2 separate regions of the Mustela erminea genome follow, and region 2 is linked to region 1. The links are chromatin contacts, called in public Hi-C maps. All regions are on one chromosome and are shown on one strand. The core of a region is the stretch at or near the end of the contact, and the rest is flanking DNA. Distances in the headings are between cores, read along the strand shown.

What was found. A called contact is a pair of places that touch in the nucleus more often than the background predicts.
Region 2: a Hi-C map of fibroblasts shows a contact between it and region 1, with 12 times the contacts expected there. The contact joins the enhancer-like site here to the promoter of ZFP36L2 in region 1. A contact is called at or near these places in 3 of 3 Hi-C or Micro-C datasets (fibroblasts, skeletal muscle and spleen).

Annotation. Positions count from the first base shown.
Region 1 is chr7:65,631,750-65,637,684 of mMusErm1.Pri, reverse strand. ZFP36L2 (mRNA decay activator protein ZFP36L2) reads right to left here and starts at 3,349. Exons shown (of 2, transcript XM_032351908.1): 1 at 2,978-3,349; 2 at 1-2,456. The coding sequence starts at 3,028. The coding sequence ends at 1,008.
Region 2 is chr7:65,830,276-65,836,210 of mMusErm1.Pri, reverse strand. It overlaps LOC116595510 (a long non-coding RNA gene), which reads left to right. Exons shown (of 3, transcript XR_004287723.1): 2 at 1,014-1,348. It overlaps LOC116595509 (a long non-coding RNA gene), which reads right to left. Exons shown (of 3, transcript XR_004287722.1): 2 at 5,667-5,811. Among named protein-coding and RNA genes, the nearest start is that of TRNAI-UAU, 130 kb to the left of the region's middle. Within about 2 kb of position 2,605, the one cell type or tissue checked has open chromatin away from gene starts, as enhancers often do. A contact at or near this core is called in fibroblasts, where this site is marked.

The DNA of each region.
Region 1 (5,935 bases), core at 2,100-4,599:
AATCATAATTTAACATAATAAAAGAATATATATCTATTGCTTTTCATCATACTTGATAAATACAGTATGAACAAAAATTTCAATGTATACTTTTCACAAGATAATAAATAAGTTAAATAGTTTTTTCATATTGAGTTGTGGTGCAGTGGTGCGAAATCAACTCAAAACAGCTAAAAATTCAGCAGTTATTCCCCCAAACGATTAGGAACTAAGCTCTGCCCAAGGCTTCCAGAAAGAGCAGACAAAATGATTCTAAAATTAAACATCCACTAAGTGGTGGCAACAAAACCAGTAACCAGTAGGAAACTTTGGAATGCACGTTTGTTTTTTTTCCAGACATAAAGAACTTTGTGTCAAACAAAAACCTATGGAGCGGAGGACTACAGTCAAGGCATATTCCTGGTAGAATATTGGATTCCAGAAGCTTAGAGGTTTAGCAAGGTGGTGGCTGGCTGTTTGTTTACACTGGTCTGAAGACAAACGACAATTAAGAACTTCTCTCACGTAAGAGTTCCCACATCTGGACTGTAACTAATGCTTTTCAAGTGAAGATACGGAATGGTGGTTGGTAGCTGCTGGTGTTGGGTTGATTTTTTTTTTTCCCCCCTAAAGTCCCAAACTCCTAGGAGACCTAAAAAAGTTTTAAGTGTTTGGTTTTTTGTTCTGTTCGCATCACAACTGCCCTGTTGTGAGTATTTTGTTCATCAAATACAAAAGTTCGTTGGCTTTTTTTTTTGCTCAACAAGAATGAAACTTCATAATAATAATAAAAATAATAAAAACAAAAAACAAAAAGAGGAAACCGAAAGGGGAGGGGTGGGGCCCCTCCCGGCACACAAGTTCGAGTCCAAGTGCTCGGTGCGGCCCGCAGTCTCTGCTCATGGCCTGTTAGCCCCCAGAGCTCCCGCGCCCCTCCCTGCTCGTAACAGGGCTCCAGGTGGCAGGGGCGCCCTCCAACCCCAAGAACAGCCTTCCCCCTTCCTCCTCCTCGCTGGCGCCCTCTTGCCTCAATCGTCAGAGATAGACAGGCGGCTGAAGATGGGCAGGCGGCGGCCAGGGTCGAGGCTGGGGGACTCGGAGCCGCTGAGACTGCCCGAGCTCAATGAGCCGCTCAAGTAGCTGTCACGGTCCGACAGCGAGTCCGGGGTGCTAGGGGGCGCGTCGAAGACCGGCGAATCGGACAGGCGGCGCGGCAGCTGGAAATTGAAGGGTGGCGAGGGCGGCGCGGTGGCACTGGCAGGGAGGGGCGCGCTGGGCGGCGCCGGGGGCTGCGCGGGGGGCACCAGGCCCTGTTGCTGCTGCTGCTGCTGGCTGCGATAGTAGGCGGCGGCCACGGCGGCGAAGTTGTGGGTCTGGATGGCAAGCGGCGTGATGAGGCTGCTTAGCTCCGGGCCGAACGCAAAGGCGTTGTTGGCGCACGAGGCAGACGAGCAGGCAGCGCACGGGGCGCCGGGCGCCAGCAGGTCCTCGGCGCCCCCTGTGCCGTACAGCAGCGCCGCCGCGGCCGCAGCCGCCGCAGAGGCACAGCACGTCGGAGCGCCAGAGGGCGTGGAGGCTGCGGAGGCGGACGAGCAGGACGAAGCGGAAGAGGAGCAGGACGAGGCCGAGGAGCAAGAGGGTGGCGGCGGCGGCGTGCGCGACGTGGGGCTGTCGAGCAGCAGCGGCGACTCGAGGCCCCCCGGGGGCTGGTGGTGGCCCGACGGGAAGCCCGAGAAGCTGAGGCTGTGATGCAGCTTGGGCCGCGGCTCCCGGGGGAAGCCCAGGTGCAGCGCGTCCCGCGCGCTGAAGGCGCGCAGGTCCCCAGAGGCGCCCCCAGACGGCGCGGGCCTCCGCTCGTCTGCGTTATGGATGAAGTGGCAGCGTGGCCCGTAGGGGCAGAAGCCGATGGTGTGGAAGGTGCGGCACAGCTCGGTCTTGTACTTGGGGTGCCGGGTCAGGCTGCGTAGCTCGTGGAAGCCGTGCGCGAACTGGCACTTCTCGCCATACTTGCACGTGCCACTCTCCTCGAAGGGCCGGCACAGCTCAGTCTTGTAGCGCGTGGAGTTGATCTGGGAGCCGCCGCCCCCCTTCTGCTGCTGCTGCTGCTGCTGCTGCTGCTGCAGGTGCAAGAGATGCTGGCTGCGCTCGCCGTTCTCGCTGAACGAGCGGTCCCGAAATTTGTTCTCCTTGTTCAGCAGGGCTGTCCCTCCGCCCCCTGACGGCTCCTTGAGGGTGCCATAGGAGGTCGGGCCGCCCGCCGCCCCGCTGCCACAGCTGCTGCTGTTAGCCGCGCCCGGGAACTTAGGCGAGCAGCTGCCCGGGCTAGGCGCGGGGTGGGCGAGCGCGTGCAGGTTGCTGGCCGAGTGCCGTCGGAGAAAGCCCGGCGTGAAGCCCGAGCTAGGGGCGGCGGCCACGGGCGTCCCCACCGCCTTCTTGTCCAGCATGTTCAGATTGAGGTTGGCCAGGGATTTCTCCGTCTGCCAAAAGGAGGGGGGCGAGGACGGGATGAAATATGTAAAGGAAGAGTTGGGGCGAGCTGCAGAACTTCAGCCTTCTGATTCTTCTTCCTTTCTGCAGTTTTCGATCCGGCCCCCACCCTCCACCCGTACACGCGCGAAAAGAATCAAGTTCGCGTTGGGAGGAGCCGACTCCCACCCCAGGCCGCGCTCGGTTTCGACATGTGATCCTCAGCCCGTGGGCCGCCAGCTTGGGCGGCGCACAGCCGGTCCGGGAAGCCCCGGGCAGCGTGGCCGCGGTCGGCGCCGGAGAAACTAAACAGCGACAGCAACTCCCTCCTGCCCGCCCTCCCTCCCTGCTCCCCTTCTCCCCGCCCACAAGGCACGAGCACACACCACAGCACAGCGAACTCCAGGACTTTTCCCGACCCCAAAGTCAAGGTGGGGAAGGGTGCCCCAAAGGCGGAAGGCAGAGGCAAAGTCTGAAAACTCGAGGGGCTTCCTGCCTGCCCGCCTTCCTCCCTCCTTGCTCCCGCGCGTACCTTGCACAAGAAGTCGATATCGTAGAAGGCGGACAGAAGTGTGGTCGACATGTTTCTGGATCCTGAAATGGTCGGAGTTGCAGGCAGGGAGGTCCGGAGGAGCCCTCGGGGAGGCAAGGCCGGGCTAGAGCCACGACGAATAACGGGTGACCGGCGGCGGGGGAGGGACCGAAAGTTTGCCGGGGGACGAGACAAGAGGGAAAGGGAAGCAGTGCGGCCTGGCTTGAGGGTGCCCGGGAGTGCGGAGTGGGGGGAAAGACGACAGAGAAGCAAACAGTGCTCCTCCGCGTCCCGGGGGTGCCCGGCCCGCCCCCCCCCCCTTGCGCGGAGCCGGCGACAGCTCGCAGACTGCTGGAACTCGGCGGCCTGCGAGCGCGCGCCCTATATAGGGCCGGTGAGCGCGGCAGCGGCCGCGCGGGCGTGTCGGGGGAGGGGACAGAACGCTGACCCCGCCGGGGTCTCCAGGCAACGCCGCCCGCCGGCTCGCGGACGTCAAGCTCCTTCGTGGCCTCCCATTGGCCGCCGCCAATTTTTTTTCCTCCGGAGGAGGGGGCGGGAGGCCTCGGGGCGGGGCAGGCTGCCGGAGCGCCTGCGGCGGCGTGGAGACCTGGTCCTGGATGGGTGCTGCTGGGTGGCGGCGGGAAGATAAGGCTCCCCTTCTCTGGGGCTGCACTGTTGGAAATCCCCTGCACATTGAACGTGGCCAGGATTCTGCAGCCCTGGACGTGTCTCTCCCCGCCCGATCCTGCTAGGCGAAATTGCGGAGCTTTAATCTCTCACTCTCGGTTCTAGACTGGGCGCGGGAATTGCAAAATGCGAGAATATTGCAACCGTCCGCGCAGCCCGCTGGCTCGCAAAGAGTGCTCTCGCCGGCGGGTGGGTGGCGGGGGCTCAAGGCCTGCATCCGGTGGGTGGTGGCTCCGTCCCGACTGCACGTGGAGACGCGGTGGGGGTGGGGGCGGGAGTGGCCACGCGGGCGGCTGCCGCAGCAGTCTCACCCGGAGGAGCCTGGGCCCGTTTCTCCGCCCCCCTCTCCGCCCAGGCTGCAGTAAACAGGGATTCAGCGCCGGGGCCTGCCGAGCTGGGCTGAGTGTCTGAGGACAAGGCGCTGGCTTTGCTAATCACATCACAAGACCTTGAGCCAGGGCCAAAGGCGCGGAATGGCGCGGAGCGTCCCGGGCGGGGGAGCCGGCTGGGAGGACGGGAGGAAAGGCCGGGAGAGCTGCGCAACCATGGAGGCGACTTCCCGCCACCCCGTTCGTCCGCTCGTCGGCCCGGCCTTCCCGAGCCCTCCCGGGGGATGGGGTGCAGCTGCCGGCTGAGGCTGCCCGCCCACCGCAGCCTTGGCCCGGCGCGCCATCCAGGTCCCTTCCCTCCCAGTCCGTTAGGGGCGCCGCGCCCTGCCTTAGTTCGTTGTGCGCCGCAGGCTGTGGCTGAGGCAGGCCAGCGGCCAGCCAGGTCTGGGCACAGAGGACGCTCGGGGTGGGCTCGCCCCACTTTACCCCTCTCACCAGTCCCACACCCCAAAGTCTGCGCTAGGAAAGTCTTCGCTAACAGGCACCCTCTGGGTGCGGGGCAGACACCCCCCCCCCAGCGCCCAGTTAGGCTAAAGCGGCTGACACCCCGTTTCGGGGAGATCTGGGGGGCTGGTCCGGGACATTTATCACTCCGCATTTAAACACGCTGCCAAAAAGCTGGAGCGGACGTGATTTCGCACACCTGGCAGCCTCAGTAGCAATTGGGTGTAAGTTGGAAGGCTCAGTTCCCTCTAGGGAAGGAAGCAACCTACGCGCCTTTCCAAAATTGATCTTATTTCTTGTTTCCTCGTGGTCATTTCCACTCGTTAACCTGGAAGGAAAGGAGCCAGGCCTGTCACTCATGAAACTGACCCTTCAGAGCTCAGTTTGCACGCAGTTCCCCTTGCTGAAACTCCCACCACCCACCAGGAGAGCTTGAGCCCGCCCGAGTAGGGCTGCAAGGCCTCTAAGATCTAAAACACAGGGCTGGAGTTCAAGCCCTGCCCCTTCCAAGCCATGTGATCCTGGGCAAATCACATAATCTCTTTGGTACTTGTTTCCTTGTAAAACTAAGATAATTCCTGCTTTAATCACCTCTCCCCTTTGTCAAGGCGCACAGGAGTTATCTGTTAAGGTGTATAAAAGATGAGTAAGTATAACCCCTATTATTTATTAAAACAAGTTGACAAAGCATAAAAAGGGGTTGTGGCTGGATGGGAAGGGAAATCACCGAATCATGCCTGCAGACCTGAGGGGCACCAAATCTTGGACAGAAGAGGTGACTCCTTACCTCTGGGGGATGGCTGCACCCAGTGCTACACTGGTCCCCAGGCAGCTCTGGGCAACGGGTGGCTGACACTCACAGCCCAAGACCCCCAACTGTTCTGTTTTGTTCTTTGTTGAAATGACACCAAACACAGGAGTTCCAGGGTAGCTTCCCTCTACCCCCATAGCAGTACTCTAAGATTCCCCTGGGAATGCATCTGGCAAGTGTGAAACTGCCATTTCCTTAGCCACCACTATTGTAGGTCAGTAACAAGATTTCGGATTTGAAACCAGGAGAAATATCTATCTTTCCTGTCCTCCCAGGCTGGCCACAGCCAGCCAGTATAAAAATCTGGGGTAATTCCCAGTCGGCAGCTATGAGAGCACCTATTTTGCAGGCTGGGTAGAAGGATCTTGGAGATAACATGTAATAAATACACCATGCTTACGTGCTTTGGTATGGAGTACCTGCTAGTAGAAAGTATTTTTTCTTATTATATAACTGCTTTTATTTCATTTAAATAGAGAAAAAAGGAATGCTGGGCTTTTCCAGTGAGCTTGGCTTTGCCGGGGTCAGTTTCACAGTTACTGAACCATGGTCATCACTGCATCATGCCAACGATTCCCTGACTTCTCACCCAGTCAGGTCGCCTTTCTCAGAACAAAAAGAAATGTT
Region 2 (5,935 bases), core at 1,356-3,855, 200 kb before region 1:
CTGGAGACGTTATTTATGTGTGTGGCTTTGTACTCGTTGCTAAATGCAGCCTGTGTGAAGGCTGTTAATTAACCCTTCGAGAAATGAGCTTCCCATCAGGGCAGGGACAGGAACCAGGAACGTGTTTGTAATCAGGTAGTTAAACGTGGAAGATTTATCCTTCTTCGGATTAACGAAGCCAGAGGAAGGGGTAGAGGAGATACCCTCCGAAGTGGTTTAAAGAAAGCCCGTTTTGTGCACGTAGATTGTCAGAAGGGCAGGAAATTCTAAATCATCTGGGCTCCTGGGACTTGGTGAGGAGACAGGAGGTGTGGACGGAGGGATTGGGGGTGGCAGCCACCAAAGCCCGCCTGGGTGAGGTGTGGTGGCAGCAGCTGGCCGTCAGGAGACGCGGGGACAGGAGCTCCCCCAAGGGTGAATTGTGTGGCCACTTCCTCTGTTTGGCCCTCTGTGAAATGGGAGCATGTCTTGCCTTCCCTTCCTCAAGGGACACTTGTGGAAGGGAGGGGATGAAGAAAAGTTAGAGGTGTTACCCAAACATAAGTAGCCATCAAAAGGGTCCTTATGTCGTGGCGCCATCCTGGGGGAGTGTCGTGGCGGGTGACAAAGTAGGAGGTGGGATTTTTGTTCCTGGTTGCGGGGAGTTTGTGTGGGAAGAGCACATTCAGAAATTTTCCACAGGGGGCCTCTATTCCCTCATCTGTGAAATGAGGGTCATTCTAGAATCTTCACAGCTGGCTATGTGATTATGGTTTCCCAATGCTGAAAACAGTCCTTCTCCCGAAAATAGGAGAGGCTAGGTTTTGGGTTTCACTCATCCTTAGTTTGCCGACTCAGGGTCCATAGTTCCCCACCCTTCCCAGATGAGCGAGGGCGGTGCTGGCTGGGGTCAGGGGGAGGTGGGAAGTCCCACGATGTCCCGGCTGGGTGGCTGGGTGTGGGGCTTGGGGACTGAGTGGGCCACTAAGGCCTGTCAGTGTTTGTAACCGCGACTCTTTACATTCTGTGTAAAGGCATGCCTAAAAATCACCATTGAACGCCAGAGTTCAGCGGCCCGCACTCAGCCAAGCTTCCTGTCAAAGCCAAAGGAGCCCAGAAAACCAAAAAAAAAAAAAAAAAAAAAAAAAAAGTATTCACAGCTCTGAGCCTTCCCCACTTCCCAGGCTGATTTTGTTGGAAAATATTCGGAGTTGGAGAGAGGGAAAGAAAGAGAAACGGAGTGCAGCCTGGGTGTTTCGAGATCCTGTGTCCGCTGTGGGGTTGTTTAACTTCTTGGAGCCGCATATCCACACAACTTAGAAGGGCGTCATGAGGGTAGATGAGATAACGCACAGAAAGAACAACCTCGGTAAGGAGAAGCCCCCAAAGTGCTCCCTCCGTGCCCCTCCTCCTGCTACCCTCTCCTCCCTCCTCCCCCACCCAGTCTTTCTCGGGGCTTGCCAGGTCCCCCTTCCGCTGCATCCTTTAAAACGTGCCTACCTGAAACCAAGCCAGCCTCTTTTAGTGATCTGAGCCAGATGGCCCCAAATGATAATGAACCTGAAGGTGAACAGAGCTCAAACACCTATGTTTCAACCTGACCTATAGACAGAGTAAATATGGACATGTGTAGAGTGTTCACTGAGTCAGCTGTGCTTAAGCAGGCTTCCAGGTGCTTCTGAGGTAGGCTAGTTTGAAAGCCATTATTCTAGAGAGTGCACGTGCTCCCCAACCCGGGATGTGAGGCAGGAAGGAGGGGTGACACATTAGGCTTCAGGAGCCCTTTTCTAGGAAGGGTACCTGCTTTGGCCACTGCCTTCCTCTTCTGGGGCCCAGAAGCCTGTGCTCCGCTGGGGACGTGGCTCCTCGCCCAGTGAAGTTTGGTTTCTGACTCCCCTTTATGGTGGGAGTTTGGTTTCTGGGCCCCCTTTATGGCTGGCCTGCCTTACTCGTGAAGTCCAGAGAGATTGAGAGTGCTTCTCAAACATTCCCTGTCCATGGCCCTCTCCCCCACCTCCCCACTGGGGGTCCCTAAAGGTACCTGTGTTCCCAGAACTCTGGCCTTCCCAGCTGGCAGGCACATCTCAACAGACCTTTAAATCAATCTGTATCGGTGCAGATGTTCTAGATTGGTGCTGTCCAATATGGCAGCCACAAGCTACGTGTTGCTCTTGAGTATGTGAGATGTGGCTAGAGTGGCCGAGGAACTAAAAGCGTGATTTTTCCTTCTTAAATGAATTTAGATTTAAATGGCCGCTGTACAGTGGAGTTCTAGAATCCCTTTCAATGCCTTGGTCTCTGAGATCTACCTTCCATGCACCTTTGGCATCTGTGCCAGCCCTACAGGATCCTGTCTTATGATGCAGAGGGACACTGAGGCCCAGGGGCAGGGGAGAGTCCTCTGCGATGCCTAGGAACCCATCCCTCGTCTGCCTTCCAGCCCCAGCCTTTGGCCAGCAGCCCCATCGGACCCTGGCCTCTGGCCGAGGTGTGGGAGGTTGAATGTGATGAAACCTTAGCCCCCTTGGCAGACACCCAGCTGTGGTTTCACACTTGAGCTGCCCAGCTGGGCGGAGGCGGCTAGAGAGGACCGTCAGAGGATGGGAATTTGAGTGGCCTGGCCAACAGGCCCTGGGAGCAGGAGCTGTCCCGAGGGGGTTTCCAGGGCAAGTCCACTTTCAGATTCTGTTGGTACATCCTGGTGGCTGAGGGCCTGTGGGACCCAAGGCGTCCCGGATGTCCTACTATGGGCAGGGACAGAGAGGGGACAGTGGAGGTAGTGGAGAAACAGGAAGTTTGTATGGCCAAGTGTAGTGAGTGGGGGTGAGCACGGTGGTGGTGGTACCAACATTTCTAAGGGAGGAAACCAGCCAGGTAGTACCTTCCCCACCCTGGCCGCAGGCTGGGTAGTTTGTGGGACCCAGGGCAAAATGAAAAGGCAGTGCCCCCTGTTTAAAACTTATCAAGAACTGCAAGGAGGTGACATCAGAGCCTTAAACCTTTCTGAGCTGAGGGCCTCGAGTGACTGCACAGGTTGTAAACTCATGAAGCTGGCCTTGCCACCAGTGCCTGAGACAGACCTGTGAAGGTCTCAAGAGAACAGAAGACCTGTGTTCTCCGGGCCAGGATTAGGGCAAAAGCTAGCCCATTCCTCTGTCCCCAGCCTTGCTGGGGTTTCTGGAAGCAGACCGAGGACTTTAAGCCTCCTCCAGCACTCTATCACACTTTCTCAAGTCTCCTTGTATGTGGGCTGGCTTCAGAGAGACCATCTTCTGATCAGCGCCTGTCCCCATCCATGCCTCAGCCCCCAGGAGAGGACCGGGTGGCAAGATGCCATAGGAGATCATGAAAGCAATGTATTTGCTCATCTTTATCAGGTGCTTGCTTCATGCCAGGCGCCTTGCAGAGTACCTTGCTGGTATCATCTCATTTGATTCTCCTAACACACCAACAAGCAGAAATTCCTGCTTGCCCCTCTCACAGGTGGGAGAACCAAGCACAGAACCAGGTTTCTGCAGTGCAGGAAATAGTTCTAGATCTCAACGCTGCATGCATGTGTGTATCTGTCAAAATTCATCAATCTAGCACGTAACCTGTGCGTTTATTTCTTGTAAATTATCACTCAGTGTGATTTTAAAAAACTCTAATTTAAAAAACCGAGGCACAGAGACTTGGAGAACTTGCCCAAGGTCATACTGCTAGTAAGTGACAGAGCTAGAATTTTTCACCACAGGACTCAGGAAGACCACCATGCTGGGGCAGAGATCACAGGCTCAGGACAGTGAGGTTTCAGACCCACTGGCTGGTTCTTGAGCAAATTACAAAGTCTCTCTGAGCATCAGGCGCTCATCTGTAAAATGGGCTAACCCCGGTGCTGTCAGGGATATGTCGGCAGGGTGAGGATCCCACAATGTCCCCAGAAGCTGCATGCAGTGCTCTTGTCCTGGGGATCGGGGGCAAAGCTAGGGGGCGTCTGTCAAGCCGGGCACCTTCTTTTTGTCTCCACCAGCCCTGCATGGCTTTCTGCTCAGGCCTGATTGCTGGGAAGCAGGAGGCATGGTAGGGCATGGCCTGTGCAAGGCGAAGGTGGCAAGGTGGCACCAGGGGTCTCTGAGCACCTCCCTCCATGGGGAGGTGTGTAGACCTCCCTCTGCTCGTCTCTGACAAGCTCCCACGGGGGAACGGATTGGAGGCTTAGAAATGTGGAAGATGGGAAATGGTGTCTGGAGGGTGTGTGCTAAGTTCCTTTTCTTTGTTGGAAGGAAGATGGAGTGTGTTGTAGGTTTTGTCAGAAAAAAAGTATCAAATTAAGAATGCCTTAAAAATTGGGGCACCTGAGTGCCTCAGTCATTAAGCATCTGCCTTTGGCTCAGGTCATGATCCCAGGATCCTGGGATCAAGCCCTACATGGGGCTCTCTGCTCTGCAGGAAACCTACCTCTCCCTCTCCCACTCCCCCAGCTTGTGTTCCCTCTCTGGTTGTCTCTCTCCCTGTCAAATAAGTAAATAAAATCTTCAAGGGAAAAAAAAAAAAAAGGAATGCCTTAAAAATTAAAGGTCTCCACTAAAAGACTAGAAATAGTATGTGTTACTTCTGGCCTCAGGCTGCACTCTGTCTACACCCACTCCACTGTGCTGGGCTGAAGTCATGTTTATCACTTTGGTCTCCTGACCCCTGCTGGGGGCTGGACACATACTAGGGAGCTGCTGAGAGATGGAGGGCTGAGAACAGGGCTAAGACATGCCCCTGTGAGGACTGAGGTCCAAATTCTACCAAACCACAGACGGGAGGGCTCCACCCATCGCTCAGGGAGGAAAGTGGCCCCGGGTCCCCACCAGCTTCCTGACATAGGCCAGTTCCCTGTCAGTTCTCTCTTCGCGAAAATTCTGTTATTTCTGTCTCCAAAGAGCCACCTTAGTCCCCAAATCCTAACAATGCCTCCATCAATAGAGTGGATATGTCAATAGACGTTCCATGTCTTCCTCATGAGAAAGTGGAGAAAGCTGAGGCTCAGAGAGGTGAGGAGCTCCTCTAAGGACACAGAGCGAGGTCTTGACTGGGGCCAACCCAAGCACACAGGCCTCCCGGGTCCCATCCAGCCCCACAGCATACCATGCCGCCTCTAATGCTCTCTTAGCCTCCACCCCCACCCCAGTAATGGAACCCGGCTGGGTGGGGTTGGCCACTGAGAAGCTCCAGGCCTGGCTTGGGCCAGCGGCTCATGGAAATTGGGCCATTTTCCTGGGCCGGAAATGAGAAGCAGATGTGGTTCGGGAGCTGGGGTGCAGACTCATGCGGTGTCAGGGAGCTCAGGTTACATGAAGAATCACGTGACTATGGTTACAAAAGCAGCCTGAAACCCCCAAGGCTCGCGGGGCGGGGGGGGGGGGGGGGGCGGTCCAGCTCAGGCCTGGGGAGCCAAGCCCCACCCCCGACCCCGCACCTCCTTGGGAGCCCCTGAGATTCTGGAAGGGACAGGGTGAACCTGGAGGAGCTGGGGGCGAGCAGGTCCCTGGCTGCTATGCCTTCCCTCTTGCACGAGAAGTGTGTGGAGTTTGGTTTCTGCTCTCAGCTCAGAGCCCTGCCCTTAGGAGGCTGCCCAGGCAGGACAAGGGGCCCTCTCCAGGGCGCTGAGACAGTCTTCTGCCCAGGGTGGGCCTGATACCCCCACCCAGGCCTGCAAATACCTTTACAGCCACACACCACACCTGATCCTCTTCACTCTGCTTCCTCCGTCCTTTGTCCTTTGGGTGAAGGGATTGGCCCCTGGCGGCGACGCCCACCTTTTCCTGGGAAGCATCTGTTCTCACACACTGTTCAGACAGCAATCACCTGAGTGGAGATTAACTGATCAACTCCTTCCAAAGAGACAGCGGCTGGAGGGAGGGAGATCCTGGCACAGGCGAGGAGCCGGGGAAGAGTTTGGCAATGGCTGTGGCTGTGTGTGGAGGGGGGT